2 separate regions of the Oryzias latipes genome follow, and region 2 is linked to region 1. Evidence: chromatin contacts called from public Hi-C data. All regions are on one chromosome and are shown on one strand. The core of a region is the stretch at or near the end of the contact, and the rest is flanking DNA. Distances in the headings are between cores, read along the strand shown. Region 1 has its middle 73 kb from the start of LOC105356655. Region 2 holds the start of LOC110017318 (Krueppel-like factor 6).

The links. A called contact is a pair of places that touch in the nucleus more often than the background predicts.
Region 2: a Hi-C map of embryo shows a contact between it and region 1, with 1.8 times the contacts expected there. The contact joins the promoter of LOC110017318 here to the enhancer-like site in region 1. A contact is called at or near these places in 2 of 5 Hi-C or Micro-C datasets (embryo and fibroblasts).

Annotation. Positions count from the first base shown.
Region 1 is chr20:9,338,015-9,341,184 of ASM223467v1, forward strand. No RefSeq gene overlaps it. Among protein-coding and RNA genes, the nearest start is that of LOC105356655, 73 kb to the left of the region's middle. Within about 2 kb of position 1,662, at least 4 of the 8 cell types and tissues checked have an H3K27ac peak or open chromatin away from gene starts, as enhancers often do. A contact at or near this core is called in embryo, where this site is marked.
Region 2 is chr20:9,495,960-9,499,090 of ASM223467v1, forward strand. It overlaps LOC110017318 (Krueppel-like factor 6), which reads left to right and starts at 1,874. Exons shown (of 4, transcript XM_023950116.1): 1 at 1,874-2,223; 2 at 2,926-3,131. The coding sequence starts at 2,122.

The sequences.
Region 1 (3,170 bases), core at 412-2,911:
ACACTGTCATCAATTAAAGGGGGTGTGACAATTAGTTTTAACAATTTAATTCGCATCATAATCGGTGGTTGATGATATGATTCATAGTCGATATTGGTTCACTCTGAACAATCCCATTCAATAACCTACAATCGATCTTTAGCCAAAAATTCAACCAGTGTGACTCAGACATAAATAGCTGGGTACTGAACAGCACAGGTGTGTTTTCCAGATTTCTTGTATTTCTTGCGAGATAATCAAGTGTAAATTAAATATGTGTACAAACAAACAAGTAAAAAAGAATTAATGGCAAACCTGTTCACGTTTTAGTTCCATAAAGTTCAGCCCACTGTTGTTTTTCCACATAAAATAATCCAAAGAGAACATTAGAAGAACATTCTACCACACTGTATGGTCGCGTGTCTTTACGAAATTCAAATTATTTTATCACACATCGGACTAGAATAATAGCTTGATTATGTTTTGCCACCATCACATATGTGTTGTCCGCTGTCATGGTCATTTTTAGGTTATTGTGTCTCTATCCAAATAGTATTTATTATTATCAGAATTATAACTGTTTTGTTTTGGGGGAGCCGGTTTAGCTCGTGCTGGTTTGCAGCGCCTTCCATCCGTGGAACCAGGGCTCAAATCCGGGCTGCTCCCTGTTCCCTTCTCCACCTCTATGCCGGTCCCAAGCCCGGCTGCTTTGAGAGGGTTGCGTCAGGAAGGGCATCCAGCATAAAACATTGCCAAGTTTACCATGCGACTCGTTCCCTGTGGCAACCCCTGATGGGAAAAGCTGACAGAGAAACAACATAACTGTTTTGTTTTGAAACAATTTTATAGCGTTGGGTCGATTCGATTAACAACTTGCTTTAGACAGATTGGTCTAATTAAATCATAGGAATAAAAATCGATTCGTCGATTTAAGTCAATTCATCATTACACTCCTATCAATTAACCATAAATAGCCTGCCTTTCTCCTCAGCCAATCACAATCATATTGTCCCTTTAAACTTCTGAATAGTTATTCCTGCTGTCTAGATAACCGTTCTCTTTGACGTGGTCTGGCTTCTGATCATTATCAGCGTCTAGATTTTGGGCATTATACATCTTTACTCCAAGTTCATCCGACTCATCCAATACGCAGAGCCTAACCTCCAAAATGATGGACCTACTTCATGCACATTCTTCTATAACACTAATAAATCTTTACTCGTATTACTAATATCTGTCCTTACTGAAATAGTTTTTTGCAACACAAAACTTTCACAAGGTTCTAAAGGGCTACAAAACACAACAGCAGGGCAGCCATACAGTCATTTTTGAGTTTGAAATGTGCGCTTGCAAATGCATTTGGAAAGTTAAAACACGACTCTTTGATTGACACAAAGTTAACTCTGTGTGTGTGTGTGTGTGTGTGTGTTTCTCTTGGGTAATGGACTCTTCCCTCAAACAGGTCCAGTCACTCTGATCCACTTTTCCCCTCCTTACTTTTTCCGTCTTCAGCTTCTGACTCATATAGTACCAGTATCGTGTGACACTTTCGGGATGTTCGCAAAAAACAAAAAAAACTCCCATCACCCATCTCTCTGACACACACACACACACACACACAACCGTTACTCACAGGCTTGAATGGTGTTAAGTCCCCGGCTTAGTCAGCCTCTAAGCGCAGACCGAGCCCTGCCGGGAAAAAGAGGCCAGGCAAGCCCTGACAGAATGCTAATGATGTCATTAACCTCTGGACTCCAGGGTCGCAGGGGGTGGGGAAAGTGGCTCCGACAGGCAAAGATCACGTCACTCCCCCGCTCATTCATTACATATTTACCCTAACACAAGCACACAGACGGCAAACACTGATGGGTGTTTCAGGAAACAATCACGCCATAATCATTTTTATTAGATCCTCACATAATCAGCTCATGGACAGCTGCACGAATTTGAACACTAAGTGTTTTGACTGCAGTCTGTGCCAAGGTGATTACTTATTAGGATGGGTTGGCCGGACCTGAGCCATTTTCATGAAATCTAAGGTCCTAATGCAAAATGTATTTGTAATTCCAAAAAAACCTCAGCTTATTGGAGGAAAAAAGGTCTAAACCTCTTTCCTTATCGCTTTTAAATCTTGTAATCTTGACTTTAAACACTTGAAGACATTAAAAAAATTAATTTCAACAATGGTGCTGATAATTAAAATGTTACAATTAGTTAGTAAAACAAAATGAAACGCAGATTCTAATCGTCATAAAAGGCAAAAAATGGAGAGGTATGGAAATATGTGGCACTTATTTTGATTACATTTTGCGTCTTTTTTTTAATTAATATCATCATTACATTGTTGGTTACAATTGTGTGGTTTTTATTATCTCTTAGCTTTTCCTCCAAAACTTGATGACACCTTCCAGGGGAACTCCCGTCCAGGCGACCATTTCCAGTGAAAAGTCTTTGCAAACGTGGGCATATGTGCGTTTTGGGCTTCCGTGTTCAACCTCTCATGTTCACGCCTAGCTACGCAAGGTTTTAAGTCTGTTTTTGGTCTCTACGTACAAAACATGCGGCCATGGAATGCGGGTTAAAAGTTAAACCAGATCAAACTTTGACCAACTCCGATCTGGTAGTGACGCATGGATGGCGTCCACTTTAATTCACTAAAGTGCCAACCGTTGAAAATCAATCAAGTAGGAGAAATTAAAAATAGTGGTTTTAAGTTCAAGCAAAACCAAATGTCTTGAATATCAAAAGACATTTGGCTAACACTACAGCTATGCTCACACAAGCCTTGACAACACATGTTAAAGCGGCCATTTCTAAAAAGCAGTCTATGTAAATGTGTGTTTTGGGCTTCCACATTCAAAACTCTCAGGTTCATGCATAGTTACACCAGTTTCTGCAGCCGTTTTTCAGGATCTACATGACATGCGCTGAAAGTTCAACCAGGTCCTAGAGTGAATATAAGTAGATGACAGCTTAAGCTTTAGCCAAAAGACTCAGGTTGGCGTAATTTAGCAGAGGACCCTGGTTCAAATCCCAGACCTCTCTGTGTTCTGCTGGTGATTTTCTCCAGGCACGTTGGCTTCCTCTCCAAAAACATGCTTCATAGGTTAACTGGTTACTCTATGGTGTCCCTAAATGTGAATTTGAGTTTTGTGTCTCTGCCACAGACTCGCGACCAGTTCAGTGGGTAC
Region 2 (3,131 bases), core at 624-3,123, 160 kb after region 1:
GCTTCTGTTTGTGAAATGCTGTTTATCTCAGGAGGCCTTTGGCATGCCAAGTTGTGACTTTATGAATTAGCTGCGAGAGGAGATGCCTCTGTGGCACGAGAGTCCTCCCTTCAGACAGGAAGTGATAAGAGCTGTTCGGGGTTACGTGTCGTCAGGGCCAAAATATGGAGAGGAATGCTACCGGAATGAGGATTCATTCATGCAAGAATGCAGCCGGGTATCACCAGACAGCTGAGGAATTCTGGGTGTTGCAGTTTAGTTGTATTACTCTGATAACCATCTGTGTTTTGAAACGTGCTGCCTGACGAAGGCTTCCAGTCTGGAAAATTTCTCTCTTCTTGTTTTATTTGGTTTCTTGGAAACGTTGGTTCTGTCAGTGTGAAAAGAAAAAATGAAAATATGAATTACTCCATCTCTTAAAGTTGTTTAGATTGAATCTTCAATAATAACCCAACAAAAAATAGGCTGAAACAAAGTAGAATAACTATAGTCATTAAAAAAAAAGCGTTTTCTTCAAAATATTAGCATATGAAAAAAAGAAAAAACAGTTTATTTCCAGCAAACCTTTTTAAAGTAGCATCCATTGTTAGTTATTTGTGTCTAAAATGATATTTTTGATTTATTTATATTTTTTACAGCGATCATGATACTTAATGTAAGTGGGGGAAAATATACTTTAACTCAGAACATCTTATCCTGCTTCTTATTTTACAGCATTTTCAGGACCAAATTATGAGGTGCACTCTCAATGAGTGGTCTATTTTAGAAACAATGTCATTTATAAGGTGCACCGAACTCTAAGGCACATTAAGTGAGACAAAAGAGTCTGAGATAAGTCTGTCAGTCAGTCAGACTTCATTAACTGCATTCACACTAATACGCCACACGTTAGAAGGGTTAGCCAAGTTAAAATCTGTAACTCCCAGCCTTGTATGCAACACGTAAAAACAGACTGATACCACTAAAACAAACGTCACTGTGACTAGGCTAACTCCTAACCTTGTTAGTAATATGTGAAAAAACACAGTCTGACACAGCTTCACAAAGATTGACTCGTAAAAGAACAGACTGACATTTTAACAAGAGCTACTTATACCTTTCAAAATCCCGTCAACATCAATAAGCACAACCAAAGTTAATCCATAAATAATGGCTGCAGATTAAAAGGCTGTTTTTTTTATGCTTTTGAATGCACCTTAGCTTTATGTTCTTTAAAGATCCAATTAGTTTATACATTTTTCCCTTTATTTTATTTTACCGATTACAAAAAAGGCTGCAGTTTGTTGCATTTCGGCTGCAGGGCAAAGCTTCTGCCTTTCGGTGATAAAGCAGAAGTATGTTCTGTATGTCACAAATTTAGTCATACAGGAGAAGTGAAGACAAAAGTTTCCTGTAAGATAACACCATGACATCCTGCCAGCAATTAGTCAGTGTCCCAAGACATGGTGCAAAGACTTAACCACAGGTTTTTTGGAGGGGAAGAGCTCAGCCCATCTAAACAGCAGTGTTGCAGATGCTATTTGTGGCTAAGATTGCAGGGATGTTTTCCACATAAGTGTACAGTTTCGGCTCACATGCGCTGTCTGTGCAGCAGAGTTTGGCCGTCGGTGAGAACTACAAGCTGAGGGAGCTCGGCAGCGCTTTATATACTAGCCTAAAAATAACCGACCAATCAGCAGCGAGCTCCAATCGAATAGACCTATCAAAACGGAGGGAAGAAAACAAATGAAAAAGAGAGGCGTTCGTGATTGGGTGAGTGTGATATCATTTGAGCTGCCTTACGCTGCTCGTTGCTGATTGGCCGAGACGCCGCTGACGTAGCAAGAGGACAGTAGGCGGGGCGGCGGAGGTGTTGGTTTGAATAGGGAAGTTTGCAGAGCGCAGTCGCTCCTCGTCCAGTTCGGTGTTTGCAAATATTCGAAGCGGAGAGGAGAAGGAAGTGTCGGGGATTTGACGGGGGGACGGACTTCGCGTCCGCTGTTGGTCTCCAAGACAAGAACCTTTGGTTTCCATATTTGTTTTGGAGTCGTTCTAACTCGTCTGAGTGGCTTTTTTCTTCTTCTTCTCCGGCCGGAGGCACACTTTAAACCGCGTAGGGCTACTGTGAGACGCGCGGGGGAAATGGATGTTTTACCGATGTGCAGCATCTTTCAGGAACTTCAAATAGTTCATGACACGGGCTATTTCTCCGCCTTACCGTCACTGGAAGAGTACTGGCAGCAGGTGAATATCAACTTATTTTATTTATGTCTTTATTTACCCATGAGGGTGAAAAAACCAACAAAAACAGACGCTTTCTTTAATTCGTACCCTTCAACGAACAGGGTTTAGAGGCGAAGTTGGCGTCAGACTTGCAGTGGATCAGTGTGTCAGTCTGACAGCTGGAGTCGAGGATGCATGCAGTGAATGCTGCAGCTCCTGCAGAATGTTGTCGTTGTTTTATTTTTTATTTTTTTGCTGTTTAGTGGACCAAATCAGCATCCCACCCGTCACTGAGTGAGCCCCCATCCCCTTAATAGATCTTAAAGACCCCCCCTTTTATTTTAGCCTAAAAAGTGTTGGGGTTGTTGAAGCTGGTTGAGGAAGGATGTGATTTCATGTCAGTGACATGAGGAAAGGCAGCTGAATGGCCTCTGGTGCTGGAGTGTGTGTGTGTGTGTGTGTGTGTGTGTTCAGGCACTTCCTTAAAAGGACTTTAAATATGTTCAGTGAGTCATGGCGGTGTGATGAAATGACAGGGCACGTTCGTCGCTGCAGAGTTGCAGAGCTTTTTTTTTTGTTTTGCAGGAGTTGTCCACAAAAAAGAAGTTAAGAGTAGATTTGGAAATCGTTCTAATACTCCAAATGTTTATTCATTTTCTGCAACTTCCGCGTTGAAGCCTTTTCATAAAAGACGATTGTCTCATGGTGTCCCCCCCCCCCCAGACATGCTTGGAGTTGGAGCGTTACCTGCAGAGCGAGCCGTACGTCTCCACGTCCGACTTAAAGTTCGATAGCCAGGAGGACCTGTGGAGTAAGCTGATCCTGGCCTGCGGGGACAAGGCCAAGGCCGGGTCCGACCCCAAGCTGGTGCCGTCCCACGAGGAGGACAATCAGGACAGCCCCATTTTGGACAGCAACAGCGTGAACTC